Regions from separate parts of the Sus scrofa genome. Here region 2 is linked to region 1. Evidence: chromatin contacts called from public HiChIP or PLAC-seq data. All regions are on one chromosome and are shown on one strand. Each heading gives the region's core, a stretch centred on a gene start, on an enhancer-like site or on the middle of the called end of the contact. The rest is flanking DNA. Distances are from core to core; before and after follow the strand shown.

Region 1 (7,787 bases), core at 1,325-3,824:
AAGTTCCTGGGCCAGGTGTCAAATCGGAGCTGCAGCAGCTGGCCGGCACCACAGCCACAGCAACACCAGATCCGAGCTGCATCTGTGACCTACACTCCAGCCCACGACAATGCCAGATCCTTAACCCACTTAGCGAGGCCAGGGATCAAACCCGTGTCCTCATGGATCCTAGTCAGGTTTGTTTTTGCTGAGCCACAATAGGACCTCCTATGCCAGGTCCTTTAAATCTGCTTATGTGGTGAACAAATGAAGGCTTTTCCCTTTATTTCAAGTGCAAATTCTAGTAAAGCTGGGTGCAAACTCCAGCTTAGACTGTATAGATTCTCACATTCTCCGCTGCCATCTAAATCCCTTCTATCCTTACTCAGCTCCACTTGGCAAATATTTACAATCCCAGTTCCAACCAACGGGTGGCATCCTGTGGCCTGGAATAGTGCAGAGGAAAAGTCATTTAGAAAAATGCTGTATTTTTCCTCCTGCCCAGTTGATGTTGCTAACAAGCAAATGTGCAAAACTTTGCATAAAGCATATGCTTCAAGGTTTGCCTTCTCCTTTCCTTCTTCAGGGAAGCTGTCTTTTCCTTCTCTAAAGTTTTGTCCTTTCTCTGAATCCTTACCTGTCTCTTCCTGAGACTCACTGATTGCTAAAGGTCTTATTCTAAGAATGGGTTGCCAGGAGTTCCTGTCGTGGCGCAGTGGTTAACGAATCCGACAAGGAACCATGAGGTTGCGGGTTCGGTCCCTGCCCTTACTCAGTGGGTTAACGATCCGGTGTTGCCGTGAGCTGTGGTGTAGTTTGCAGGCGCGGCTCGGATCCCGCGTTGCTGTGGCTCTGGCGTAGGCCGGTGGCTACAGCTCCGATTCAACCCCTAGCCTGGGAACCTCCATATGCCGCGGGAGCGGCCCAAGAAATAGCAACAACAACAACAACAAAAGACAAAAAAAAAAAGAATGTGTTGCGGGATGGAAATCCTGTTAAATTGGATTGTGATGATCATTATACAACTACAGATGTGATAAATTCATTTGAGTAATAAAAAAAGAAGAAAAGAAAACCAAAAATAGCTAAATAAATAAATAAAAATGTTTCATAGCTCTTAGCTGAGACTTCCCAGTCTCACTGGACACTCATACCACTTAATCTGAATCCCACACCACGCAGCAGAGTCCTGGATGCAAGGGAGGGTTTTGTGGTTACTTTTTGGTTTATTCCCTATTCCCAGCCCTCTACCAACAAGGATGCCTACCTGCTCCCAACATTTCTCCACACATGTACCAGAGTCCATCTTGCCTCCAGAAGATAGTTTTCCTTCATTTCTTTTTTTTTTTTTTTTTTTTGGCTTTGTATAGGACCGAAATCAGACTTTGGGAACATGAGAGGCATGGCAGTTACGTTTCAGATGCTTATAGTGCCTGCATACACACCCACACACCTCTTGGCACCTGCTATTCTTTTTTTTTTTTTCCTTCTGACTGCACTGTTGGCATTCAGAACTTCCTGGGTCAGGGATCAAACCCGCACCATGGCAGTAACCATAGCCACTGCAGGGACGACTCTGGATATTTCACCTGCTAAGCTACAATAGAACTGCAGCACCTGCTATTCTTTTTTTTTTTAAGCCCATGTATTTTACTTTATTGGAGTATAGATGACTTACAATGTTGTATTAGTTTCAGGTATACATAAAAGTGAATCAGTCATATATATCCATTCTTTTTTTTTCTGTATAGGTTATTACACACTATGGAGTCGATTTTCCTGTGCTGTACAGTAGCATCTTGTTTATCATCTATTTTATACAGTAGTGGCACCTGCTATTCTTCATATGTAAGAGCCTGTCCACTCTGCTTAGCCCACTGAGCAAGGCCCTGGATTTCATTTCAAAGGAAAGTATCTCTAAAAAAACCTCTAAACCAGGGTTGTATTTTTTTTCTCCTAAAAACCATCTATTTCTTGGAGATTTTAACTCCCATTTCCCTGTTCATGCTGTGATGCGCACCAACTGCAAGTGCAGCAGGCCAGACCACACTTGGCCTGTGGATGCCATTCTAGCCAGGCATACCCTACCATACACTCTCAGTTCATTAGTCATTTGAGATAAATCTATCATTTGCTTGAAATAGCCACCAGAAAGGGCCAAAAGTCATTTGAATGACTGTTCTGCTTCTGCAGAAATAATAAGTGTGACCCAAAGCAAGACCATGTAGTAAGTACAGATTTAAATGTCACCCGCCGTTAGAACCTCAGGCTTCTGAAATCCCGTTTCTGCACTGCATTCCAGGGATCAAATGTTGGGTCTACCAGTGACCAGCCAACACAGGATAAAGATGGAGAAGGAGGAATTAAATTGCCAAGAGTCTGAAGGTCCACAATTTGGAACTTAACTTCTCCTGGTGCTGGTGCAGTCAGGATTCTGCCGTAATCTTTACGTGGTGCTTGTTACATGCCAGGGATTGTTTCAAGGGCTTCAGACACTTTTACTCATGAGATCTCAAATAAGCCTATGAGGAAGATGATGGCACAACTGAAGAAAGTGGGGCACAGAAAACTGAAGATGCTTGTCCAAGGCCAGGCAGCTAGTACATGACGGAGGCAAGGTTTGAACCTAGGCCAACTGGCTGCAGAGCCTGACCTTTAACCACTGGACTAGGAGAAAAAAAAAATCCATTTTGGCTGGAGGAAAGAAGGCCAGTTAGTAACATGTCAAGGCTTTGATCCTATTGCAACCACACTATGAACAGAAACATTGGGCAGTAGAATTGTATGTTTTAAACAGCTTTCATTATCGAGACAGAGACCCTTACCAGAACTCTTCCTGGCAAATAAATAGGCCTTGCGGATTTTGTGGAGCTGGAAATGCTGACCTACAGAGAAGTAATGCTCCTGGTCAGCCAGGTCACAGGAGTTTTCTCTGACCAAGCCAGCAAACCAGGCCAGGAAGTAGAAATCTGAGGATCCAGCCCTTCTCAGAGACTCCCTGCTCTCCACCCACCCTCAACAGTTTGTGTTGTCCTACTAGGGGTTTCCCTGGGCTCCAACCCACTTTCTTCTGTTTTATGCATGTGCACAGATTCTGCTTGGGGCCTAGACAGGATTGTCAACAGGGCTGGGCTTCTTTTCTTGACACATGGAATCAGAATCTGTCCATCAGCCGGTCAAATGACTGTTGAAACCTCTTTTACTTTCCCTCTGCCCACACCCAGAATGTCCATAAATGATACTAATTTCTGCCCACACCCAGAATGTCCATAAATGATACTAATTTCTGCCCACACCCAGAATGTCCATAAATGATACTAATTTAATCTACTAGCTAGGTCTTCAACTCTTAGCCCTCTTTGCATCTCCACAGCCACTGCCCCATGCAGTTTCTACCATCTGTATTAATCAGAGTTCTCCAAAGAAACTGAACCAATAGCTGTGTACATATATAGAGAAAGAGATTTATTTTAAGAAATTGACTCACGCTGTTAGCGAGGCTGGCAAGTCCAAAATCTGCAGAGCAAACCAGTATGCTATTCAGACCTTCAGCTGATTGGAAGAGCCTGCCCACATTATGGACAACAAAGGGATTTACTCAAGGTCCAACCATTTAAATGTTAATATCCAAAAATACTCTCACAGAAACATTCGGAATAAAGTTTGATGTTACATCTGAGCACTGCGGTCCAGCCAAATTCAGACATCAAATTCACCATCACACCATCTCTTGCTCGAGTTATAGCCCCTTCATCAGCCTCTGTGCCTCAGTCCAGTGCCTCTAAACCATCCTCCGTAAAGCATCGGGTTACCTTTCTAAAATGCAAAACTTACCATATAACTCTAGGCAAAAAAAATACCTCCTGGGGCAGGGGGGGATCTAAATTCGTAAGCATAGCATATGAAGCCTTTAAATTAGTAACCAATAATGACATTTTTAGAGTTTCCAAATAACATTTTCCACATTTATTTTCCGATTTAATCCTCCCAAGAAACTTGTAGCACCTAGTAAATCCTTCTGCCACTCCGTGCTCCCTTTCCCCAGGCTATCTGCCCTCCCCACATTTACCCTGCTCTTTCATCGGTTCCTTCACGTACTTTTTCAAGAAATCCAGAATGCCCTTTTCTACATTCTCCAGCTTGTGCAAAAATACTAATTGCTTTTCCTCTTCCCCGTCTTCCCTTTGTCTTTTGTTTATATCAGCACCCAGCAGTGCCCAGCCGCAATGTGTTCCCGGTAAGGCACTCTCCAACCCTGTACTTAGGGGCCAGCAAATTTCGGGCTGAAGGGAAAATCCAGCCTTTGACTGTTTTGGTAAATCAAGTTTTATTGGAACACAGCTACACTCCTTCATTTTCGATTTTTACACTGCACAAGCAGAGTTGAGACGTCACAGCAGAGTTATGGCCCTGAATGTTTGAAATATTTACTCTCTAGACCTTGTAGAAAAAAGTGATGATCTCTGCTCTGCTTCAACCATGAGGTCAACCAGATGCCCCAGAAGCTCCAGGACTCATGTCTATGGCGTCTTAGCAGGACCCTGTGACCCAACCCTGGTTCCAGGAGGGCAGCCTGACAAGATTGGTGCTATATTTTTCACAAGATTAGGCTTCCAAAGTTGTATTTATAGCCTGATTTGGGGTGACTCTCATTCACATCAGACAAAGGGTGAGTTCTGGGATCTGGCCGATGATTGTTCCACCCCTTGGCTTGATCCAAGTGTATAGCCTATGCATCCTTTGCCTGCATCTGTCTTTTTACTCTGGTGCTTCCTCTACATCACACCCAAGAGGAGTGGGAGTGGTAGCAAACAATACTCATTCTCTTTCCCCATCACTGTGCCCCCCGCGCCTTGACTCTGGTTCTAAGGGAGTATCCCACCCCCTCCCCAGGCTCCATATCATGAGCCAAGCAGGAACATGTCCTTCTCCTTGGAAGATTCTCAAGACTGCTGCTCCACAATGCCAAGCGACACTTCAGTCAATATCCTCTCTTGCCACTGATCAATATGGTAACACCATGCTCTCTGGGATGGTTCTGGTTACTTTCCCAAGCCAGGTGGAGTGAGGAAAAGTCATTCTTTGAGCAAATCAGAGTGTTGTTCTTGCTCTGTCCACAGTCACCTCAGCTGTCCTTTCTGGTGGCACTTGTTGAAAGAGACCACATTCTAGGAATGCAGTGATTATGGGCTAAAGATTCAAGAGAAGACATAGTTGGAAGATGTGTTAATATACATTTATGTTATAAAATTCCAAAAAGCAAATTTAATGTTGCCAAAAAAACAGATTATCAATGACAGTTCTTGGCATACTCTGGGTGAGACTTGCATTGACAGTTGTTACGAAGCACAGTAACAGCTTTTAAAATAGTCACAGAATCAGTGTTCAGGAATAACAGGTTGGATGGACATTGCCGTGTCATGAGTAATGATGGCAACAGCCTTAAATAAATGGTGTTAGGAAACTTCAGAGGTAAGTTCTATACTGTTTCTTACAAGCACGTCCTGAAGAGTCGTGGCCTTGTGAACAACAATTTTATTACCATCTTTTACTCATTGGTGGAAGATATTAAGTTAGCCTGCGGTGGTGTGCTTGTGAAAGAGAACATGAAGAATTGTTTCTGGACCAGAACAAAAAAGGTAACACCTAGAAATTATGTAGAATCTTCACATGTCCTGATTGGACAATAGCAAGTATGTAAGTATATCTTTAATAACCATCCTTCTAAATTTTCACCAATAAATTACTGTATCTAACATGATCTGATTAATTGGGGGCTTATATTTTCTGTTTTGAATCATTTGTATACACTTTTCTGTGAACCCATTTTTCTATTGAGTAGTTCCTTTCATAGCTGTTTTAGAGAAATTCTTTTATTCTTTTATAATTGAAGTATAATTGACTTAAAATAGTTTCTTAGTTTTAGGTGTACAACACAGTGGTTCAATATTTTCATACATTGCAACACGATCCCCACAATAAGCCTAGTTACCATCTGTCACCAAACAAAGTTATTGTTGACCATATTCCCCATGCTGTATATTACAGCCCCATAGCTTGTGTACTTATAACTGGAACCTTGTACCTCTTTTTTTTTTTTTTTTCTGCACGTGTTTGTGTGTCTGTCTTTTTAGCGCTGCACCCATGGCATATGGAAGTGCCCAGGCGAGGGGTCGAATCGCAGCTGTAGCAGCTGGCCTACACCACAGCCACAGCAACGCCAGATCTGAGTCGCATCTGCGACCTGCACCACAGCTGGATCCTTTAACCCACTGAGTGAGGCCAAGGATCAAACCTATGTCCTCATGGATGCAAGTGAGAGTCATTTCCACTGAGCTGCAACAGGAACTCCTGGAACACTGTACCTCTTGATCTCCCTTTACCCTTTTCACTCATCTTTCCACTCTTCTTCCCTCTCTTAATCTATGACCTGTTTCTATTTTGTTATGTTTGTTCATTTTGGGGGGAGAGCTATGCCTCCCGCTTGTTTTTTTCTCCTCAGGATTGCTTTGGCAATTCTGGGTCCCTTATGGTTCCCTTATAAATTTTTGGATTCTTTGTTCTAGTTCTATGAAAATGTCATGGGTAATTTGATAGGGATTGCATTAAATCTGTAGGTTGCTTTGGGTAGTATGGCCATTTTAATGATATTAATTTTTCTAATCCAGGAGCATGGAATATCTTTCCATTTCTTTGAATCCTCTTTAATTTCCTTGATTAACGTTCTATAGTTCTCAGCATATACGTCTTTCATCTCTGTGGCCAGGTTTTCCACCTTCATTTCTGATTTTATTTACTTGGGTCCTCTCATTGTCTCTTTTTTTTATGATAAGTCCAGCTAAAGATTTATCAATTTTGTCTATCTTTTCAAAGAACCAGATCTTTTCTGTTGATTTTTAAATCCCTATTTTGTAAGAAGACTTAGAGTAATTGTGGCTCTTTCATTTACTAGCTGTGTGATGTTGAACAATTTGTTAACCTCTCTGATTCTGTTTCTTTAGATACAAAATTTGGGAAAATAATAACTTCCTTGCAGCATTGACGTTATCATTCAATGGCAGTACACATAAAGAACTAAGCCTAATGTGTTAGTAATTATGTAGTATAGTATTATTACTACTATAGTGGGCATAGTAGATACAAATAACCTTGTATTTTATTTTATTTATTTTTAGCAGACTAAGAGAGCACTTCCTTATGTGCCAGGCACTGTTTCAAGTGTATCATAAATATTATTTCAATTAATATAGTAGTATCCTTTTTAAAATAAGGAAACTGAGGCCCTCAGAATGTTAGTGACTCATCTAATGGAGTTTCAGAATTCGAATCCAGGCAGCCAGGCTCCAGAGTATACACTCACAGTCATTAAAACCTACTGTCTCTCAGGAAAACATAGTTATTATAACTCAATAAGTGGTAGCATGTATTGCCATTAATATTACAGATGAGAAAACCGAATCTAGAGGTACCAAAATAGAAGCAAAGCTAAAAATAAATCCTGGGTCTAATTATTCCCAGTTCCCTGCTGTTTCTACTGTGCTGCACCATTTCCTACTGAGAAGAGAATTACATGAAAGAGAAGTAGTAGGATTATGTATTTTCTGACAAATGAGATCTATCATGCAATATATTTGGTGTTATTCTCGAAGAGAAAAAGAATTTTTTTCCCCATCATAGATTCTAGTTGTGTGTAAAGCATAAGAAAGTGAGTGAAACTTTCCTTGTTTCTAAATAGAAATAAGAAACCCTACACAAGTTCATGATAGTCACTGTGCCAATTTATAAAAATATCACTCTTATGATTCCAT
Region 2 (7,787 bases), core at 3,874-6,373, 170 kb after region 1:
TAAGCATTCTACTCAAATACCCACCCTCGTCTGGATGTTGGTCAGATTGAGTAACACTTAATAAATATTTTATTGTCTTCTCTTAACGTTCCTGGGGGAAAAATAATTGAGTGAAGCTTTCAAAACTGGGATTCCTTATAGCAGGAGAGGGAGTTCAGAATGGAAACTGAATAGCTCAAAGGCCACAGACACTCCTTATTCAGGGGCAGTTGTAGTTGGGTCCGTCCTCAAGGAGTGTGAAACAAGGACAAATGAATTTAAACTGCTGTTGGCAGCATTTAGGTTAAATTTAAGCTGTAAAGTGTGTTCTTTGAGCCTCGGGAGATTTTTTAAAACTGAGGAAATACATGTCTCAGACAATTTGAAGGTCTCGGCAGAAGCCATTTCAATTACTTCTTGAGGATCCCAGCTTTCCTACGACTCTTTAATGCATGATTTGTAGAAAGACCTACCTGAAACAGGTGTTCAGAGATGCCAGGTTAACTGGAAAGTAATGGCTATGCGGTACCTTCTAAGACTAGATTGTTGATAGTATTGAAAAACTGTTAATTTTTAGTTTTACTAATGGCATGGCAACGGTGTTTAAAAAAAGATTATTCTTTTAAAGAAACTGAAATACTTACAGAATCAATGATATGACTGACACTTGCTTCAAAATAAACTGGGAAGGAGAGGAAATGAGTCAGGGAAGAGATATAACAAGTTTCTTATTAAATGATAATTGTTCAATGAGATCCTGCTGTATAGCACAGGGAACTATATCTAGTCACTTGTGCTGGAACATGATGGAGGATAATGTGATATATATATATATGAATGACTGGGTCACTTTGCTGTACAGCAGAAATTGATAGAACATTGTAAATCAATCAAATAAAAATCTTAAAGAAATTATAATTGCTAAAGATGAACAGTAGGCACATGTAGGTACATGACACTATTCTTGCAACTTTTGTTATGTGTTCGAAATTTTTCACAATACAAAGTAGGAGGAAGCAGCAGGGGGCGGAGGGAGGAAAGGAAGGAGGAAGGGAGAAGTAAATAATTATGGCTGTGTCCTGCTGGATTTGGTCTCTATGCCTTTGCATGACCTAGGTTGAGTCACTCCTTTTTCTCATCTGTAAACTGGGGAGATGGGCCAGGTAACCGCTCATGTCCCCTGCAGCTGTCACATTCCATGGCTTTGGGTGGAGGTTTGTCATCCTTGTGCCTTCTTTTGCTCAGCTCACCCCTCCTCTCTGTGGGTTCCTAAGCACTCTGGCACTCTTCCTGGGAAGGACAAAGTAGCAAGGGCCGAAAATGATGAAAGGTTGGGCCAGAGTGACTTAAAACAAATCAAAATCAAGTGCCTATTGACATTCAAGAGCCTTTTTACCTACCTCGCCCTCTAGTGCTCTGGGGGCCTTCACCCCTTGCCACCAGACAAAGGGATGTCTTTGCAAATGTGTTTAATAGCCTAAATTTTAAGGCAAGCTATTTGCCGTGCCCCAACAACAAGAAATGGAACCTCATTCGTTGGGACTCCACTGAGAGACAATAAAAGAAAAATTAGATGGCGGGTTAAAATCAGTTTTATGCAAATTTATAACCTAAACCAAGTTAGAGCGGCACTGGCCAATTTTCAAAAAGAGAGTTGATTACATAAGTGTCAGAAGTAGAAGGAGTCTGGTGTGTGTTACACTCACCTCCAACCTGAGAAAACAAGCTCAGAGAGGGGCTGCCTGGCCTCCTGGTCGCACAGCTGGTCAGCCCTGGAGCTGATACCGAATCTCCAGGCTTCCTGACACCCATCCTTCCCTAAACTAGACGTCCAGCTGGGACCAGTCACAAGTTTGCATAAGAACTAGAGAAACACCTTTCTGCTCTCATGAGTCAAACCCTGAAATTGAACCATAGAGAAACTGCTGTTATTCTAGGTCAAAAATGAGAGAATCCTGGTAATCAATCATCCTTTTCTGAATGTCAGAGAAACCTTCTCCAATAAATTACAACAGGGGTCTCAGACACAAAAGTCCCAAAGCGATGGCCCACCAAGACCCTCTAGAATGGGACACTATCAAGTGCCCTTAAAAACACTAGGTTAAATATCAGATCAAGAACTCAAGCACACACAAAAGCAACCGCGAACAAATGTTTCTGGAGGGAAAAAAAAGAAAACTGTAAAAAACAAAACAAAAACCAAACAGGAAGAGCAAGCAAAGTCACAATGTCTGCCTCTATAGGCATCGTTACCCACCCCCCACAAGAAAAGGGTGGGATCATCACATTTAAAAGCAGAAGAGCCTTTAAGTAAAGAGGGGTGGTCAGCAGAGGGTGGGTGCGTCAGGGGAGAGAAAAGCCCAGAAGGCAGAGATTAGCAGGGTCTATGACTGGGACCTGTCCAAGGTCAGCGAAAGTTTTATCCCTAAGGCTGAACTAAACTCACCAGGATCTAAGACTAATGCTCCCCAACAGTTCAGGTATCACCTCCTCCAGGAAGCATCCTTACTTTCTCCCCCCACCCACCCACACACACAGAGGTAAGTCAATGGACTTATCTACCTCCCATCAGCCTAAAGGTTCCCGAGGGTAAGGGCCACATCTCGTTTTTATAGCCAGTGCCTAGCCTGAACACACACCCCAGTAAGCACTCCAGCAATGGGAAGCTCAAACTATCTCCAATAGAGAAGAACAGGGAAAGAAGAAAGCAAGCCTTGGTGGGATGGGTCCTTGGGTCTTCAGTGGCCTTCCAAAGCACCATAAAGAATTGCTGCTGGGAATTCCTTTGTGCAGCAGGTAAAGGATCTGGTGTTGTCACTGCAGCTGTGGCTCCAGTTTGATCCCTGGCCCAGGAATTTTCACAAGCCAATGGCACAGCCAAAAAAAACCTGTTGCTGAAGATGAGAAAAACAAATTGGAGGAAACAGGTAACATCATATGTTAGGGACAAAAAATTTGAAAGAATTCAATGACAAAATGAACCCTGGTGCCCAGGACTGATCACTCAGAAACAGGCAGTGCCAGCGGGGTGGTGCCTGGCTTCTTCCTCCCCCCTCAGTGCCCACTCCACCACCAGCCTCCCTGCACCGTGGGCATCTAGGCACTGACTCAGCCCTTCCCACACGAAGGATCCTGCCATCTCACCATGTGGGAATGAACAACAGGTGGCCTGCGTGTGCTTCAGGAAAGCTGAGAGGGCTATAAACCCAAGAAGGCCCCGCAGCTCTTGGTGGCTAGAGGCCAAATGAGACACATGAATTTTTTTTTTTTTTTTTTTTTTTTTGGCTTTTTGGCTTTTTCTATTTTCAGGGCCGCACCCACAGCATGGAGGAAGTTCCCAGGCTAGGGGTAAGTCAGAGCTGCAGCCACCAGCCTACACCACAGCCACAGCAACTCGGGATCAGAGCTGCATCTGCAACTTACACCACAGCTCAGAGCAATGCTGGATCCTTAACCCACTGAGCAGGGCCCAGCATTGAACACACATCCTCATGGATTATTAGTTGGGTATATTACTGCTGAGCCACAGTGGAAATGCCCATATGAATGTTGACTGAAGAGCATGGCAGGGGCTGAGGTGAGGCTCTCGGGAAGAGAGTTCTAGTTGGCCCTGCCCAGAGAGAAGCCACCACCCACACCACTCTGCACTCCATCAAGGGCTCAGGCCAACTGCCTCCAGGAATTAATATGATACAGGCAGAAACACGAGTCCTATACAGCCATGACCTTGGAAAAGCTCAGAGTTAAAAGATCCAGGGGTGGAAACTGTTCTTAAATACCCTGAAGCTGAGAGTTGGTCCTAGATTCTTGTAGAACCATGGGTTTCTCACTGTTTCAGCCACTCAGAGTTAAGGAAGGACTCTCAGAACCTGCTCTAGCTTCTAGAAAACTCTGCTCTGTCAACAAATGCGTGCTTTGTGATACCGGAGAGGAAAGGTGCACAAGCCAGCATGTCCCCTTTCTACTCATGTCCTGGAAAAATCAACTGGCAGAGGTCATTGCCGTTCATGTCTTCAGGTGCGCATTGCCTTGAATGTCCTAGAATCCAGTCCTGAACCCAGCGGATCAGGAGGCAGTGAGGTGCAGCATTCAAGACGCAGGCTCTGGAATCTTGCTCCCAGGGACGTAAGCCCAACTCTGTTATTCAGTGTGTGAGATCAAGTCACTTTTCCTGTGAACTTGTATCCTCATTTTAAAACAGAGGCAGTAATACAGCCTTGCTGCTAGGGATGTCCTAAGGAATAAATGAGATTATACAGGGTAAGCCCTTATACAGTAGCTTATTATTATTATTGCTGTTGCTATTAATACCACTGCTATTGCTATTACTATTACTATACAAGCAGTCTCCAGCTACTTTATTACTAATAGGGAAATCTTAAATAAAACTGGGTTCCAAATTCTATTGCTATGCTTCCAAATTATATTTATGCCAGCACAAATGCTTGTTGGGGGGGATATTTTTCCAAATGGGCAAGGGATGACACAACTGCATGGAATAAACCACCAGATTTTAAACTGACTTGAAACCCCATTCATCATCTCAGAAATCAAGGAAAAATTAAAAGGAGTAACAAGTCAAAAAGTTACCTTCATCAGGAGTTCTTATTGTGGCTCTGCAGAAACCAACAGGACTATTGTCCAGGAGGATGAGGGTTCAACCCTGGCCTCGCTCAATGGGTCAAGGATCCGGTGTTGCTGTGAGCTGTGGAGTAGGTTGCAGACTTGGCTCAGATCTGGCATGGCTGTGGCTGTGGTGTAGGCCAGCAGCTGCAGATCTGATTCAACCCCCAGCTTGGGAACCTCCATATGCTGCAGGTGTGCCCTAAAAAGCAAAAAAATAGTTACCTTCATCAGATAACTTACAGAGATTGCCCTTCTTTCAATGAGATATATCTGCAAACATAATAAATTGGATAATGAATCCATGTGGGTCTTCCATTCAGAAGATCTCACAAAGAACCCAGTCTGAGAGCATAAAGAGTGGCCACACATCTCCAAAATCAAGATTTTAGCTAAATTCTCTCCGCTCCGGAAACAAGTATGTACGTTGCCTTTTATCACGAGGGGTTTCTACATACGGGGTGGACATGACTGCCTCTCAGGCTATTTTTAAAGGTTGGCTCATTTCATAGCTCCTGGCACAGCTTTGTTTAGGGATTTAAGTCTCACTCCTCTGGCCAGAGTGAATCACATCTGTGTTTGTACAACTCTTCCCCTTTCTTCCCTTCTCTGCCTGCAAGTGTGTAAGTCTGTTCTCCATAATTTCCAGGTGATGGGTTTTTTGTTTGTTTGTTTGTTTGTTTGTTTGTTTTGTCTTTTTAGGGCTGCACCCGTGGTATATGGAGGTTCCCAGGCTAGAAGCTGAATCGGAGCTGTAGCCACCAGCCTACACCACAACTCATGGCAACACTGGATCCTTAACCCATTGAGTGAGGCCAGGGATCTGACCCACAACCTCATGGTTCCTAATCAGATTCGTTTCCGCTGCACCACGACGGGAACTCCCAGGTGGTTTTCTCTTAGCAGTAGAAATTAGAAGATAGATGGTGGAAACATATCTGGTAGGGCACAGGTTTCAGGCACATAGGCCTGTCTGAGTATTTCCTAAACATTAGCGGCATAATGAGTTTACACCTGACGGTGTGGTTTAATCATGAGCATGATCTTCCCGCCTGCCCACCGTCAAGTCTACTGAACAAAAGAACTAGTCCACTGTTGATGTATCTCCCAAATCCGAAACATACCGAAAAGGGAGTTCCCATTGTGGTGCAGTGGAAATGAATCCAACTAGTATCCATGAGGATGCAGGTTTGATCCCTGGCTTTGTTCAGTGGGGCAGGGATCCTGGCATTGTCGTGAGCTGTGGTGTAGGTCACAGACGCAGCTCGGATCTGGGGTTGCTGTGGCTGCGGTGTAGGCTGGCAGCTGTAGTTCCGATTCGACACCTGGCCTGGGAACCTCCATATGCCATGGGTGTAGCCCTAAAAAGAAAAAAAAAAATTCAGAAAGGGCCCTTGATGCTCCAAAAGGAGCATTTTCCTCCCAAGCCAATCGGGAACACACTGAAATACCTTTATTTGACATAAAAACATACAACCAAGACAGTCTCCACACTGAAGTAGGCAGTTTATTAGGCTCCTAATTTCCATGTCAAGGATGTGAACATGGATTTACATGCATTGTCTCATGTGGATCTTACTTACATGCATGTAGTCTTCGGGGCCCTTGCTTCTATTTGCCAGTAATTTACAGTTAGCTCAATGTGAGTAAATGATAAACACAGAATGATACAGAAGCCATAGCAACACATCCCACCCACTACCATTTACCCTTTTTTTTTTTTTTTTTCCAAAATCATATCACAATCCTCTCTGGTAAAAAATAACTTTCAGAGCAAGGCATTTAATGGGCCTCACTGAGAAAAATAAAGACATTTCTAGCATTTCAGAGCAATGAAATGTCCAACTATGGCTGAAGAGTACACCCTGAGAATTAAATGATTTTGAACGAACCCATTGAGGTTTCTAAAGCTGTGTTAACCTAAGATCGGGAAGGGACACAAGATACAGGCACGACCATCCCCGCTTATTTTGCTGTGCCATTCTCCAGGGATGCTATGTTATAAACATCCTCGTTGTCTTCAATGCTCGAAGCATCTGTGGAATCGGGGTCGCTCACCACAATTCCCACCGAAGAGAGACTGGTGATGAAGGCGTGCATCCGCTGGGCATAGATGTCCCTGATGTTAAAGTAAGGGAGCTCCTGGCACTTCTCTGGTGGGTCCTCACCGCACTGGTCCACGTCAATGTCCTTCTGCTTCTGGTAGTACTTGGAGAACTTGTTGAAGATAATGGTGATGGGAAGGGCCACCACCAAGATGCCACAGATGATGCACGTGCTGGCGATGAGCTTTCCGGGCAAGGTGACGGGGTGGGTGTCTCCGTAGCCCACGGTCGTCATGCTGATGGTGGCCCACCACCAGCAGACGGGGATGCTGGTGAGGCTGGACGTGTGGTCATCTTTCTCCACCGAGTAGATGAGCACAGAAAAGATGGAAATGCCCACCGAGAGGAAGAGAAGGAGCAGCCCAACTTCGTGGTAGCTGTGCCTCAGTGTGGCCCCCAACGACCGAAGGCCCACAGAGTGCCGGGCAAGCTTGAGAATTCGGAAAATCCTCATCAGCCTGAGGATCTGGACCACCTTGCCCATGTTCTCAATGTCCTCGCTCTCCTCCTCCTTGGTGTCTACCGCCAGCGTGGCGTAAAAGGGAATGATGGAGACGAAGTCGATTATGTTCAGGGGGTTTTTCCAGAATTTCTTTTGACACGGAGCAGCAGCCAGCCGGATGGCCAGCTCGCCGGTGAACCAAGCGATGCACGCGACCTCCACGCCTTCCAGCACGGGGTCATCCACCTCCCCGTCCTCGTTCTGGAACTCCGACATGCTGTGGACACACATGGCCACGATGGAGGCCAGCACCACGCTCAGGGAGGAGATGGCAATGAGCTTGGCCGACAGGCAATAGGCTGGGTTTTCCATCCGAATCCAGATCTTCTTGCGGAGCTGCCCGAATCGCAGCTGGTCGAACTTCTCCAGCTCCTTCTCGAACAGAGACGACTCTTCAAACGAGGAGTCAGTGCTCACGTCATTGCTCTTCTGGTCCCAGTCCTTCTCGTGGTTTTCCTCCTTGCGCTCCTGGTAGCGGTTACTGCAGCAGGAATCAATGAAGAGCTCGTTGATGCCCCAGTACTCAATCTCCTGGCAGAAGGAGAACACACACAGCTCCTCCATGACGTGCAGCTTCC

What was found. HiChIP or PLAC-seq counts read pairs in DNA pulled down with a chosen protein or histone mark.
Region 2: a contact with region 1 is called in an H3K27ac HiChIP or PLAC-seq map of skeletal muscle. The contact joins two enhancer-like sites. A contact is called at or near these places in 2 of 47 Hi-C or Micro-C datasets (psoas muscle and skeletal muscle) and 1 of 2 datasets of contacts at active chromatin or transcription factors (skeletal muscle).

Annotation. Positions count from the first base shown.
Region 1 is chr3:119,780,332-119,788,118 of Sscrofa11.1, forward strand. No RefSeq gene overlaps it. Among named protein-coding and RNA genes, the nearest start is that of KCNS3, 200 kb to the right of the region's middle. Within about 2 kb of position 2,575, at least 1 of the 83 cell types and tissues checked has an H3K27ac peak or open chromatin away from gene starts, as enhancers often do. A contact at or near this core is called in skeletal muscle, where this site is marked.
Region 2 is chr3:119,945,023-119,952,809 of Sscrofa11.1, forward strand. KCNS3 (potassium voltage-gated channel modifier subfamily S member 3) reads right to left here. Exons shown (of 4, transcript NM_001044596.1): 4 at 6,314-7,787. The coding sequence ends at 6,568. Among named protein-coding and RNA genes, the nearest start is that of KCNS3, 40 kb to the right of the region's middle. Within about 2 kb of position 5,124, at least 1 of the 83 cell types and tissues checked has an H3K27ac peak or open chromatin away from gene starts, as enhancers often do. A contact at or near this core is called in skeletal muscle, where this site is marked.